2 separate regions of the Triticum aestivum genome follow, and region 2 is linked to region 1. The links are chromatin contacts, called in public Hi-C maps. All regions are on one chromosome and are shown on one strand. The core of a region is the stretch at or near the end of the contact, and the rest is flanking DNA. Distances in the headings are between cores, read along the strand shown.

Region 1 (3,717 bases), core at 715-3,214:
GTAAATTAGTATTAAGTGCAGGAGACAGCAGTGTGCATAATGTAATGATTCAATTAGTCATGCAACGTAAATATAACAGCTTGCAGAATTAAACACTTGAACATCAAGCCTCAACCATCAATGGCAGAATTAAACACTTGAACATTAAGCCTCAATAAATTCCCTAGAGGATAATCCATTTAACTGAAGAAATACAATGTTGGCAATGTTCAGCATTTATTATCTATGAAGTGTACACCATCAAAAGAAACAAGGGTCCATGAAACGACTGACAATGCATAGCTAATCTTCATCAAATGGCAGGGCTCAAGACATGAACCAACATCCGAACATTAGGTACTATTGCATCTAGTCCATCTGATATTCTTGGCCACAGAGCTAAAGGGAACTTACTCAGCAATAACAAAGAACACAGACAAGCTGGTGCTCTGAAATAACGCTCCACGAGGAACCGACTTGCCCTTGTACGGGTAAAAGATGGCAACGTGCCCAATGAAAGCAGCTAAAACAAGTGCCACAATAGACAGGCTTCCCATTGCAATCGTTGGGTCACTCGGGAACTTGCAGATGACAACATCCTTTCCCTTGATAGGAGTTCCATAAGGAGGCTGCATTAATGGAAAAATGAAATTCACACCGAGTTAAATTATTCAGAAGAGATTCATAACAAGTTACAGTCAGCTAAGAGGAAATAGGCAGTTTGAAGTTTCCATGATTAGTCTGATTATGCATGCTCCCCTATACACAGTTGGACTGTTGGAGTGAAGTAAATAAATTTGATTATGGTCCTGATATGGGACCCAAATTTCACAGGCGATGAATCTTATTGCAAAGGAGGTGGTTCCTGAACTGATGTGTGCTAGTAATATTTTTTACTGAAAAACATATTCGGGAACATGTACTGAATTCAGTCAGCGCTCTCCACAAGAAAGTGCATGTATGATACATCATATAACAGATATAAACAACACAAACCTTTTTGTTTTCTGCGATGACGCCGAGCAGAAACGCGAGGAGGCCAAACAAGGAGACGGTGAGGGCGATCCCCTTCGCCGAAGTCAAACCCATGGCTCCTGCGTAACAATGCACGTATACCGCCGGGATAGAGACAGCATCAATATCAATGCAACACGAACGAATGTGTCATCACGACGGCATAGCAACAGCAATGTAAATGCAACTAGGCTAGTAATAACAACAACCTCTTATATCCCCCGGCATTTCCCGCCCGGCGCCACAGTTGCCAAATAAATAAAACTGGCGCCAAATAAATAAACTAGCATAACATTTTTTTTTTTTTTTTGAAAAGGGGTGCAACCCCAGCCTCTGCATCAATAAGATGCATACGGCTCAATAAACTAGCATAACATGCCTTCTCAGATTCTAAATGAGGATGGGTATAAGTTGCCGAGGGGATCTGCGCATCCGAAATTACATTGGGGGACAACGAAAATGGTAGTACTCCTAGCATCAATCTATCGAGACCCGTCGCCGTCGCACCAGCCGATCCATTCCGGCTCCCACTCCCCGCCGCCAGCCCGAGAAGCGACGCCGATCGGCGAAACCACCTTCCCATCCGGAGGAGGGAGAACCGATGGATGGATCAGTCCGTGTACCACTCCCATCCCATCCCCACCGGGCAACCAACGCGAAGAGACTGGAGACAAGATCGAGATCGGGCCGGATTACCGTGGGCGGAGACGTCGGAAGGAGGTGGCCGGGCTCCGCCGCGCGTGAATCTCTCTTCTCTTCTCTTCTCTTCTCTTCTCCCCGCGCGTCCGCCACTCCTGCAATTCACGGCGGTGGGAGGATGGAGGAAGGAAGGTCTGTGGTCAACTCCACCCCACAGGCCACGGACGGATATAGCAGTGTGCGGTGTGAGGCTGCGAGTGGGCCCGGCGGGCCCGGCGAGGCCGCTTCGGACGGCGCACGGTTGGGCTTTTCCGGGGAGCACGGGGAACACAGAAGGGAGAATCTTTGCCTTTGTTACAGAAAGAAGACCGAATCTTTTTAACTGAATCTCGCCTGAAAGGATGAAAATAGTTCTAACTGATCTCGTTCCATTCGGATCTCTAGGGAATCCGTTGTTTTGTACTGTACAGTACAATACAGAGAGAGAGAGCGCGCGCTGTGATTTACTAGAATCAGATGATTTTTCGGTATTGAAAAACACATGCAACCTTGTTGTCACTGAAATGGATGTATCTTAGTGCTGGATACATCTATCTTGAGCGACGAGTAATTTCGGACGAAGGGAATAATAAGTAGAAAATACAAATTTTTCTTAACTTTTTCTAGGGAATGCCATTCGTCTCACTTCATTGGAATAGTTACAATGAGGTATAAACTAGGGGGCGTCCCTCCAGGCACAAATGGAAATTTGAATCATAAGCATGTCAAGCTAAAATGTGCGTTAATGTGTATTGGCACCCCATGGGACAATGTTGGGATGAAACCTCACCGATTGAGGAAGCCTTCCGGAAACAGTCGACTAGAACCATTATGTAGGACGCCCAATCTCGAGCATTTTACATTTCCAATGAGTCCGACTCAACAATAATCGGGGAGCATAAACTCCCCTATGCAACGGCTAGACTCCAAATCGCCGCCGAGTTCTACTTGAGAGCCGATGTCCCACGGCTAAAAAATTTATCAGGGCGCTGATAATCCCCAAATGCAGGGAGTATTGTACCTGGAATAACCACCAAAATTGGTGTGTACAACATAACGAGAAAGAACAGAAACATAATGTTGGGGAACGTAGCAGAATTTTAAAATTTTCTACGCATCATCAAGATCAATCTATGGAGTCATCTAGCAACGAGGGAGAGGGGAGTGCATCTACATACCCTTGTAGATCGCGCGCGGAAGCGTTCAAGAGAACGGGTTGATGGAGTCGTACTCGTCGTGATCTAAATCACCGATGACCTAGCGCCGAACGGACGGCACCTCCGCGTTCAACACACGTACGGTTGGGAAGACGTCTCCTCCAACTTGATCCAGCAAGGGGGAAGGAGAGGTTGATGAAGATCCAGCAACACGACGGCGTGGTGGTGGAAGCAACGGTGATCTCGGCAGGGCTTCGCCAAGCTCAGGGAGAGGGAGGATTGTCACGGGAGGGAGAGGGAGGCGCCAGGGGCTAGGGTGCGGCTGCCCTTCCTCCCCCCGACTATATATAGGACCCCTATGGGGGCGCCGGCCCTAGGAGATGCAATCTCCAAGGGGGGCGGCGGCCAAGGGGGGTGGAGTGCCCCCCAAGCCAAGTGGGGCGCCCCCACCCCTAGGGTTTCCAACCCTAGGCGCAGGGGAGGCCCATGGGGGCGCACCAGCCCACTAGGGGCTGGTTCCCCTCCCACTTCAGCCCATGGGGCCCTCCGGGATATGTGGCCCCACCCGGTGGACCCCCGGGACCCTTCCGGTGGTCCCGGTACAATACCGATTACCCCCGAAACTTTTCCGATGGCCGAAACTTAACTTCCTATATATAAATCTTCACCTCCGGACCATTCTGAAACTCCTCGTGACGTCCGGGATCTCATCCGGGACTCCGAACAACTTTCGGGTTACCGTATACCAATATCTCAACAACCCTAGCGTCACCGAACCTTAAGTGTGTAGACCCTACGGGTTCGGGAGACACGCAGACATGACCGAGACGACTCTCCGGTCAATAACCAACAGCGGGATCTGGATACCCATGTTGGCTCCCACATGCTC
Region 2 (3,870 bases), core at 1,254-3,753, 280 kb after region 1:
CCAAATGAAATTGTCATGTGGAATGCAATGTATACAACTCACATGCATGCACATTGTATCCTTTCCCTTACCAGATTCTAAAATGGACTAAAGCATTAATAAGAATTCCTCTAGCTTACATTACTTTGGGCAATGGAGAGGGTTGTAGGTCGCTTCCTGTTGTATTCCATTATCTTCTCATCAGACACTTGGGCGTCCCAATTTTGACCCCAATTCAGTTATTCTCGAAGATTTTCACATAGGGCATTTGCATTCCCATGATTAGGCGTGATTGTCAGGTCCTTAAATGGAGAACATTCTTCTGATCGTAATGGAGATGCAGGTGGATGATGATTATTCATCTGTGTGAAGGTAAATCCATGGGGAAGTGAAGAAATCAGTACATGCACATAATTGAGCATAAATACTCCTCCTTATTGATGATGATTACTTACGAGAAAGGATATGGGTTTCCTTGGCGCTCCAATTGGTGAGGGATTTTTTGCAGAAAGAGCTCCATGGGCATGTCGTGGGAGGCATGGAGGGCCGTCGGCGACGTGCGCGGGTAGGCATGGAGCGGATGCGCGCTGGGGGCGGCCGGGCGCGGGGGCGCACAAGGCGGCATCTGGGACGGGGACTGGCGGGGGAGTAGGGGCGGCCAGACAGGCGCGGACGCCGGGGGAGGCCGGGCGCGGCGGGCACTGGTGGAGGAGTGTTGGCTGTGGTAGAGGAGCAAGGGCGGACGGGGAGCAGGGGCGACCGAGCGCGGAGCCAGGAGTGGGGCGGAGGGGCGGCTGGGCGCGTCGGATGCAGCGGGGCAGAGGAGGATTAAGCGGAGGGCGTGGGTTGCTGCGTGGAGGAAAGTTTAGTGGTTTAACCGTACACTAACCGCGTGGTTGATGCTAAACATTAAACATTGAGATGATTTTGATCGTCAGATCTCTCCATTAGACGGTTGAGATGTATTGGTTCTCCGCCCTCTCGTGCTTTTATAGGGGTAGTAGATAAAAGTGTTTTTTTTACACTAGTGTAGTGTAAAAAACGGTCGTTCTTATATTATGGGACGGAGGAAGTATTTCATAAAATTTCAGGTATGGCAAAACCTGCACAAAACTAACAGTGGACAACAATGGAACAACCTACTGCTCCCACAAAAAAGAAGAGCACAACCAATTAAAAACCTCCGCCATTTTACATGATTTGAACATGAAGGCACAAAAAAGGGAGATCAATTGTTGTAGAAAATAAGTTGGTAGATGATAAGAGCATCTCCAAAATCAACCCTATTTTAGGGCATAACCATTTATTGGGCTTTTGGATCCGCTCCAACAACTGCCCTTGCTGCAAAATTTTGCAAAACGTTTTTGGGCATCCCAAAAAAGGGCAACGTCGGCTGCGTATTTGCGGTAGTCTCTAAAAACAACTAAGAAAAATAAATGAACTCACCCTCTAGTCAACATCTCGGGCATCTTTGATCCCTACATCACGGCGGATCCGGAGGTCTTAGAAGGAGGAGCTCAGCGGCATAGAAGAAGGGTAGAAATGGATATGTGTAGTTGTCGCTTCGCTCTGCATCTTTCTTTTGGTCTATTGGGGTAAGGAGAAAAGGAATGGATGACGTGAGCATGTGCGAGATGAGTGGGTCAGATCGCGGCACGCGTAACATGCACCTGGATGAATGCTTCTTGCCTGAGAGTGCCATGCCATCCGTGCTCGGAGATTCGAATCATAAGCTTGTTGGCATTTTTGAGAAGGGCTGCCCTCCTAACGCAAATAAGAATTCGAATCATAAGCTTGTCGATGCAAAGTGTGCGCTACTATATTAGCATCATGTGGGCAGTGTTGGAATGAAACCAACCAGATCTGAAGGCCTTATGGAAGCAGTCGGCTACAATTTTAAAATGAAACCAAACCGACTCTAAATGTCTTGTGAAACAGTCGGCTAGAATCACCGCGAATCGACTCTAGATCCCGACTATACCATCGCATGCTTAAACGAGTCTTGGCTCAACAATCACCGGAGAGCATCCCAAGATTATAAATCACTTCGAGGCCCCGTTGTAATAGAAAAGGAGAACTGAATCTGTGGTGTCTTCCCCCCTTAATTCATTGATCGATCGTTAAGTTTGCAGTGACATAACTTCAAAAAAAAAGTTTGCAGTGACGTGCAATTTCAGAGACAGGAAGCAAACAGGGTGGGTGACAAAAAGGCCAAAAAATTCAGTCGCCGGGACTTGGACCCGGGTCTCTCGGGTGAGAGCCGAGTATCCTAACCACCTAGACTACGACGGATTTTTTTTCTCTCCCAGTAACAAAACTTCAAAGTGAGTACTCTCGGCCTTAATAATCGCTTGGTCACCAGCCTTGACGGATCGGGCCGAAACGCTGCGCTGCGCTCGAAATCATCACCCACTAACCAGTGCCGGCCCATGCATCCCCGCCACGAGAGGCCCAGGCCCAGTCCGCCACAGCAGCAGCCTCGCCCTCGCCTTCCTCCCTCCACTCGCGTGCGGAACCGCTCTCTCCTCTCTTATCGCCAAAATCCCCGGCCGGAGCAGCGGCAGCGGCGAGCGAGGCTCACCGGCGCCCCCCTCCCTCTCTCCCTCGACCGCGGGCGCGCGCGCATATGCGGCCATCGCCCATGGCGGCGAGGGCGGCGAGCGGGTGCTCCTCGGCGGCGCTGGCCTTCTTCCGCCTCCGCCCGCTCGCCCGCGCCGCCCGCCTGGCCCCCGCGGGCCGCTCCGCGTTCGGCGCCACTGCCGCCTGCCGGGGCCGCCTCGTCGACTCCGTCCTCCAGGAGCTCCGGTCCCGCAGGCGGGTCCGGGTCTCCGCAAGGTAATGCCCCCTTTCGCATTGTAAGAGCTCAGCTGTCTGCCCTCCTGCCTCGCCGCCGTCGCCCGTTCCTAGCAATCCCTCCGCGGACGCACGTACGCCTACCTTTGCGCAGCCTCCACGCTGCGCCGTCCCGCCCGGCCGCTGCGAGCCGCTCGTGTGCCGATGCCTGTGCTATGCTGCCACTGCCCACGGCAGATTTTGCTGGTTCGCTGCCTGTACCAAATCGAACATGGAATCAGGGTATCGAACTTTAACCTCGCTCTCATGAATTCATGATCATAGTTCGAACAACGGCTTGGCTTGTGAGTAAGATGAAGCAATTCTTCTAGGTACATTTGCTTTATGCAATTTGCTCTGCAGTACATTACATAAGGAGATTTAGTCGTGGAATTGTACTAGGACAGTGTAGTGGTCTCCAAAACCATTTCCTGTGGGAAATGCACTGCCACGCTGTCTGTTGGAAATGGTACAAGGACTTTAGCTAAATTCACATCAGCAATATGGATGTTCCCTTTTTTCATCGAATTGTGGAATGAGAAAATTGTAGAATGTATACCGTCACCATTGGCAAGAGCATTACATGACAACACAGCCACGATTGTGCGTCAACCCACCCCCACCGGATGCACACTACAGGATCACACTTGCTAGATTACCTCCACGGCTCCACCTACAATCTTCCACTAGCGGCACCCATCCTTAATCTTGCCCACGGTTAAGCTGGAAGGGCCTTGTTCTTGAACCCACACACCTGTTCCTTTAGCACCAGACAGAATGGAGGGTGCACAGGTTCACCAAAATGCAGCCCTTCCTGAGTGTAGTTGAGACAGTGTTGTTTGGCACCAATCCACTGCTCGAGAATCGTCACGTTAGGGCCAAGGGCGAGGTGTTGGAACCCGAGCCATTGCAGGGACAGGAACCAAATTTCTCTGGCATAGATGCACGGCCAGTCTTGAGAGCACAATGGGCACACTCACTGGTGACGGAGCCCCCTCCTAGCTAGACGGACGATCAGACGTCCAGCTGCGGTTCATCAGGAAAGCCACACAAAAAACA

The links. Hi-C and Micro-C count contacts between places; a contact is called where the count stands out from the background.
Region 2: a Hi-C map of leaf shows a contact between it and region 1, with 9 times the contacts expected there. The contact joins the promoter of LOC123188435 here to the promoter of LOC123188432 in region 1. A contact is called at or near these places in 2 of 5 Hi-C or Micro-C datasets (both in leaf).

The regions. Positions count from the first base shown.
Region 1 is chr1A:38,560,746-38,564,462 of IWGSC CS RefSeq v2.1, forward strand. LOC123188432 reads right to left here and starts at 1,965. Exons shown (of 4, transcript XM_044600545.1): 1 at 1,690-1,965; 2 at 976-1,073; 3 at 394-608. The coding sequence starts at 1,068.
Region 2 is chr1A:38,839,519-38,843,388 of IWGSC CS RefSeq v2.1, forward strand. It overlaps LOC123188435 (ribonuclease II, chloroplastic/mitochondrial), which reads left to right and starts at 2,504. Exons shown (of 14, transcript XM_044600557.1): 1 at 2,504-2,814. The coding sequence starts at 2,606. It overlaps TRNAE-CUC (transfer RNA glutamic acid (anticodon CUC)), which reads right to left and starts at 2,271; the gene lies at 2,199-2,271.